Linked DNA regions of Mus musculus: region 2 is linked to region 1. Evidence: chromatin contacts called from public promoter capture Hi-C data. All regions are on one chromosome and are shown on one strand. The core of a region is the stretch at or near the end of the contact, and the rest is flanking DNA. Distances in the headings are between cores, read along the strand shown.

Region 1 (3,079 bases), core at 53-2,552:
CTCCTTGAGACCCAAGGAATCGGGGCTCTTCCATCACTCAACGCGTCCCAGCTTTGCCTTTCTGGATGCACCCACTTTGCAATACAGCACACAGGGCAGAAGTGTCCTGAGATACAGAGGCCCGTTCCATGTGGGCAACTGACTCCTCCTAGGCTCTGTCATTTTCCTAGGAAGCTGGAATGTCATTTAGCTCAGCACCTTTGTCTTCTGTCCTCTGGTGGACAGAAGAATTATGTGTGGTCTTAAAAACATCTCTGATGTATGGAGAGATCGAGGCTAGACTTCTCCCTCTGCTCTGGGAAATGTGCTTTGCCTAATATAAGAATGTTCTTTTATTTCCCGTGTGTGCCTCTTATAAGTGTGAGGGCGGGGAAAGATACTGTCTACTTGAAGATATATTTATCCCCAACAAAATCCTTTTTTTCCCCTGCTTCCTTAGAAAGTTTTGGAAATGACAGAGCTCAAAAGAGGGCTCAGTCAGTAAAGTGCTGAGCATGTGAACAAGACTCTTGAATTCAGACCCTCAGCACGTATGTAAGATCTCAGCACGTATGTAAGATGCTGGGCACAGCAGCATGCATGCGTACTACTAATGTTTGGGAGGCAGAGTCTACAAGAGTACCCCTGGCCAGCTAGTCTTGCCTAATTAGCGAACTTCAGATTCAGTGGGAGGCCCTGTCTCAGGAAATAATGTAGAAGGTGAAGATTGAGGATACTGATATTGACCTTTGGCCTCCCCCCCCCCCACACACATGTGCATGCACACACAGGAAATAATGGGGCATCAAACACTCAGATTGCTACTCCCTGCCTTTGTGTTTCTTCTCGACAACAGACAGCTACCCTGTTAGAGGTGGACCTGGAGCCAGGAGGCAAGCTAATCTATCACAGTTGAGAGACATGCTGGCATAAGATAGGATGACATCTTTACATGGCAATCCTATGATTCTGGAATGTGGAAATGAGCATTTCAGGTGAATTATCTATTCAGAAGTGTGCTAGCATTTCCTGTTTCTTTCTCCTTTCTAGGCTAATTATCAGCATCTTATACTCAAATTCGGAAGACGTGTGCCTAAGACCATTTTAGGTATTCAGAAACCATCCACCAAATAGATGCCTCCAGTGCAACCTGGGGGGTTCGTTAGATTCATTAATTCATTGTAGTCAATAAACACTTTGAAGTCCTTTTATTAAAGGAGCCACCTAAATCCAAAGTAGCACTATAATCAGGTCTAATGAGGTCAATGCTTTAAAGAGAGGCCCTTTAAATCATATATAAAGCTCCTCTACCAATCATTGGTACAGGACAAAAGTAGACGAGGCAGGTGAGTGTAGGTTCTGGTGATTAAAAGCTTCCTTCTCGGTGGCAAAGGCACACACTGAAGTCTGCTCAGTTGAAGGAAGCCAGAGGCACAGCGAGCCACTGCCTGATGGAGTCTCCAGCTGTCACATCTATGCTATAGGAATGTTATAAAGACCATCTCTGTGTGAAATCTTAATCTACAGGTTGCCACCACTAAAGGCTTCTTCAGAGACTTCTCTGGGAGACTGCAAGAGAGGTGAGTGGTAGCTTTCCTTGCTTGCATCTTGAGAAACATAGACCATGCTTCAGAAAGGAAACCAAGGGAAGAGCCCATCTGGGAAGAGACAGAATACAACCACCCTCTGCTAAGAGGTGATGGTGGATTGAAATCTCCTGGGAGTCACACTGTCAGGGTGTGCTAAAGGCATGCATGCTTCAGGCTGCAGGGGTGCTGTTCAGGAGTCACACTGTGCATGCTAAAGCAGGCACACTAAGGCTAAAGGGGTGCTCAGGAGTCGCACTGTAGGAGGGTGCTAAGGGCAGGCATGCGTGAGGCTGTCGGGATGCTGTCAAGGAGCTGGGAGACAAACGTTATATTGGAAATGATTCTAAGTTTGTCAATGTGTTGTTTGAATGACAGGGACTTCCTGTTAAGAAACCTTCAAGTTTTAAAACTAATCTGTTTCTATTTCAAACCAGAACAGATCCCAAAGGATAAGAGTCACGGCCATGGTGCCCTCGGTGGTGTTCTGGGGACTTATTGCTCTCGTTGGTAAGTAGCGATTTTCCCTGATTCTCAGGGTATCTGCTTTCTAGCAGAGTCAGAAGGCATGATGACTACATGCAACAGAAGAGTGACCGGCTTGACTATTAACCAACTGCTTAGTTGTTTGCTTTGCTTTTGTGTGTGTGTGTGTGTGTGTGTGTAATGTGTATACATATGTGTACAGGTGTATGTATGTGTGTGTCTGTGGGCGCGCGCGCACCAGTGTGAGTGTGTATGCACAGGAGCAAGTACACACAGGGAGATGTCAGAATTGACATCATTCCTCCATCATTACTTCCCTATCCCTAAACAACTGCTCTTTTTTTTTTTTCCCCCAAGACAGGGTTTCTCTGTGTAGCCCTGACTATCCTGGAACTCACTCTATAGACCAGGCTGGCCTCAAACTCACTGATCTGCCTCTGCCTCCTGTGTGCTGGGATTAAAGGTGTGTGCCATCACTGCCCGATCCAACAGCTTGTTTTTAAGAGCATCTTCTGCTTGCTAAGAGCACAAAGGAGATGTTAGTGGGGATGTAAAATAATAAAATACTAATTAGTCTGTGTACTTTCTGACAGTGCACCCATTTGGCTGAATTTCTTTTAAAGAGGGTTATGGAACAGTGCAAGAGTCAAGATGAATGAAAAGAAAATTCTCGATGCCAGGTAGTGGGTGAGAGTCATTGGATGAGTTATATAGATGGGAAATCCATTAGTGTGGGAGTTTAGAAGGAAGAGTTCACATCCTTCTAGGAAGGTCAGACCTGAAAGGCTTTAGTGAGGGCATGAAATGAGGAGATGCAGCCAGGCAGTGGTGGCGCATGCCTTTAATCCCAGCACTTGGGAGGCAGAGGCAGGTGGATTTCTGAGTTCAAGGCCAGCCTGGTCTACAGAGTGAGTTTCAGGACAGCCAGGGCAACACAGAGAGAAATCCTGCCTTGAAAAACAAAACAAAACAAAAAACAAACAGACAGACAGGAAGGAAGGAAGGAAGGAAAGAAGGAAGGAAAGAAG
Region 2 (2,842 bases), core at 140-2,639, 240 kb before region 1:
GGATTCGGCAAAGGCCGACATACATCACACAGAAAACGTATGAGGTGTTTCAGTGTTCTTTATCCCACCCTCCCCACAAAGTTTGGGAGGTATTCAGAATTCCAACCTAAGTGTCCGATGTCCCAGAGTCACTGCCCCTAAGTAATATTTGTGACCTCGGGCAAGAGCACTGAATTCTCTGTGTCATTGTATCTATATGAGGAAGGCCAGATGGCTGGACTCTGTTCATTCTTTCGGCATTTCATAGACGCCTGTCATTCTAAGCCCCCATACACACAACAGGCCACAAGACTGATGGTCTCTATATCATGCCTGAGCTGACTTACACATAAGGCAACCAGCGCTGTGCAGTTCTCCACACTTACACAGCTCAGAGGCAGCAGGGATTGACTACACTTCCACCATTCTCCACTCCATTCACGGTGCTTTCAAACACATGGCTGGGGTGGGGGACATGTAAGAAAATGAGTTGTGGCATGGTCCCCATTCTCTTTGCTGGTTTTCTAGACCCACAGAAGCCACCTCTGACTGGCCACAGAAGCTAAAGACTACAGGAAGGTTTTCATTCACCCTCTTGTACACTTGACCCCCAGGGGGTGACAAGAAGGAGGAGGGAAGGGGAAAGAGGGGGTGACTAGGAGGAGAGGAGGCACAGCCAAATGGTTTGGTTCCATCTGATTTTCTTTCATTCAAATGGATTCATTAATATTGAGAGAGCCATCAGATGCTTTGACCAAAATTCTCAACACCTCCAAAATCTGAGGGGACAGGAGGAAGAGGGAAGAGAGTGAATAGACAAAAATTATCAAAATGCCTGCATCTGTGGCTCATATATTTTCTGTGTCATGTGTGTTGGCCGTTGCCGAATTCAGAGTTTGAAGTTAGCAGACCACTGAAATGCTCCACAGAGAGAAGTGCCTGCTTTGAATTCCAGGTTCAGTTCAGCTCCTAGAATCCACGGTGGAAGAAAAGAACTAACACTCAAATGTTGCTCTCTGATATCTATATGCGAGAGGCATACCACACATACACACACACACACACACACACACACACACACACAGTTGGGAGCATGTCATAGTCACTGTTCTATTGCTGTGAAGAGACACCATGACCATGGAAACTCTTACAAAGGAAAACATTTAATAGGGCTGGATTACAAGTTCAGACTAGCCCTTTATTGTCATGGCGAGAAGCACGGCAGGATACAGACAGGCATGATGCTGGAGAAAGAGACAGGAATTCTACTTCTGGATCAGCAAGCTGCAGGAAGACAGAGACATTAGGCCTGGCTTAGCATTCGAAACCCCAAAGCCCACCCTCAGTGACACACTTCCTCCAGAGAGGCCACACCTCCTAATAGAGCCACTCCCTGGTGACCAAGCATTTAAATCTGGCCTATGGGAGTCATTCCTATTCAAGTCACCACAGATGGTAAGAAGAATGTCTGTCACATAGGAGAAAAACTGTCTCCCACTTTGGAGAGGCCCTCTCATCTGGTCTTATGGAGGCCAGGGAAGCAGTCAGGATCTTTGCTTTTCAGGCCTCTCCCACTAGATTGACTGTGAGGGACTGACTCATTCTGAGAATGGATGGGTTTGATCTGAACCTCTGTGTAGCTGCTATGCCCTGAAACTGCTGTACTGAAGCTGACATGAAGTAGAAGAACCTAGATGTGGAATATGCACCAGGCAAAAATGCAGGAGGGCCCTGAACAGGAAGAGGACCAGACAGAATGCAGATTCATACTTACGGCTTTTGCAGGGTGACTATCCATTCCCCATTCTCCTGGACTTCCGTCTGAAAAGGGAGTAAGCTTTGTGTTGTCAACAGATAAATGAACAAAGGAATGAGGTGATAGATTATTCATGGTCTACAAATGTTTACTATTTAGACAACCCTTTTCATATTATAATAATCTGTTCTAGATTTAGCTTTCAGATCCAGCACTGAGACAGAACCCTTTGGCCATGTGCAGAACTTAACAAAGGATAAATGTACAGGAGACAGAGACAAAATCGGCTGACATACTCAGGAGCAAAGAGAGCCCCGATCGTGGTGTGTTTAATCTAAAGCCACCTTCAGTTCCTTGAGATCCTGATACACATTTTTCTGTTCAAATCCTTCCTCACAAAGATGTCATTTTAAAAATGGTTTTTAGGTTCACAGGAAAGCCAAGAGGGAAGTTAAGATATTTTCTATAGAGTCCCTGTCCAATGGCTGTCAGAGCCTCATTGTTACCAGCAGGCTCCACTAGAGCCTGTGTTGGTGTAATCGGAGAACCCACATTTACTCACTGGGATGACTCTTGGCACTGGGCAGGCTGTATGTCCCCATTGTGGTGTGATGAGTGGTACTATAGTCCTCTCTCTCCCAGTTCTGTTTTCTACCGTTCCAGTTACCTGAGATCAACGGCACAGTTGTGACCCAGTGAACCTCCTTCCTGTACATAATCTGAGAGCTGATCAATACCCAATACCACATTGCGAATTGATTGGCTGGATGGTCAGGGACTTGGGAAAATCGTGATTGGAAAAATCAGTGAGAAAGACTTCTGGGGAAGAAGTATGTGGATAGATGTCTCCAAACCAGCAAAGGATGTGAAGATATTTGTGTCCCAGGTAAGTGCTCATCAAAAGGTGACTTTAGCCAAGAAGGAGTTCAGTAATCAAGTGGATAAGATGACCTGTTCTGTGGACAGTCAGCATCCTTCTCCAGTCACCTCTGTCATTGCTCAATGGAAACATGAATAAACTGGCCATGGTGGCCAAGATAAGGGTTATGCTTGGGCTCAATAACACGGACTCCACTCACCAAGGCTGATCTGGTTACAGTTGTTGCT

What was found. Promoter capture Hi-C pulls out the DNA fragments that hold promoters and counts their contacts.
Region 2: a contact with region 1 is called in a promoter capture Hi-C map of trophoblast stem cells, with 4 times the contacts expected there. The contact joins the enhancer-like site here to the promoter of Lyg2 in region 1. A contact is called at or near these places in 8 of 39 promoter capture datasets (HPC-7-derived erythroid cells, embryonic stem cells, hematopoietic stem and progenitor cells and 5 more), 3 of 484 Hi-C or Micro-C datasets (the BV-2 cell line, the G1E-ER4 cell line and ventral hippocampal neurons) and 1 of 9 other capture datasets (macrophages).

The regions. Positions count from the first base shown.
Region 1 is chr1:37,914,716-37,917,794 of GRCm38.p6, reverse strand. Lyg2 (lysozyme G-like 2) reads left to right here and starts at 1,302. Exons shown (of 6, transcript NM_001033427.3): 1 at 1,302-1,559; 2 at 2,003-2,075. The coding sequence starts at 2,033.
Region 2 is chr1:38,158,173-38,161,014 of GRCm38.p6, reverse strand. Gm5099 (predicted gene 5099) reads right to left here. Exons shown (of 6, transcript NR_151587.1): 4 at 2,298-2,842; 5 at 1,754-1,800; 6 at 1,123-1,263. Among named protein-coding and RNA genes, the nearest start is that of Gm5099, 28 kb to the right of the region's middle. Within about 2 kb of position 1,389, at least 5 of the 459 cell types and tissues checked have an H3K27ac peak or open chromatin away from gene starts, as enhancers often do. A contact at or near this core is called in trophoblast stem cells, where this site is marked.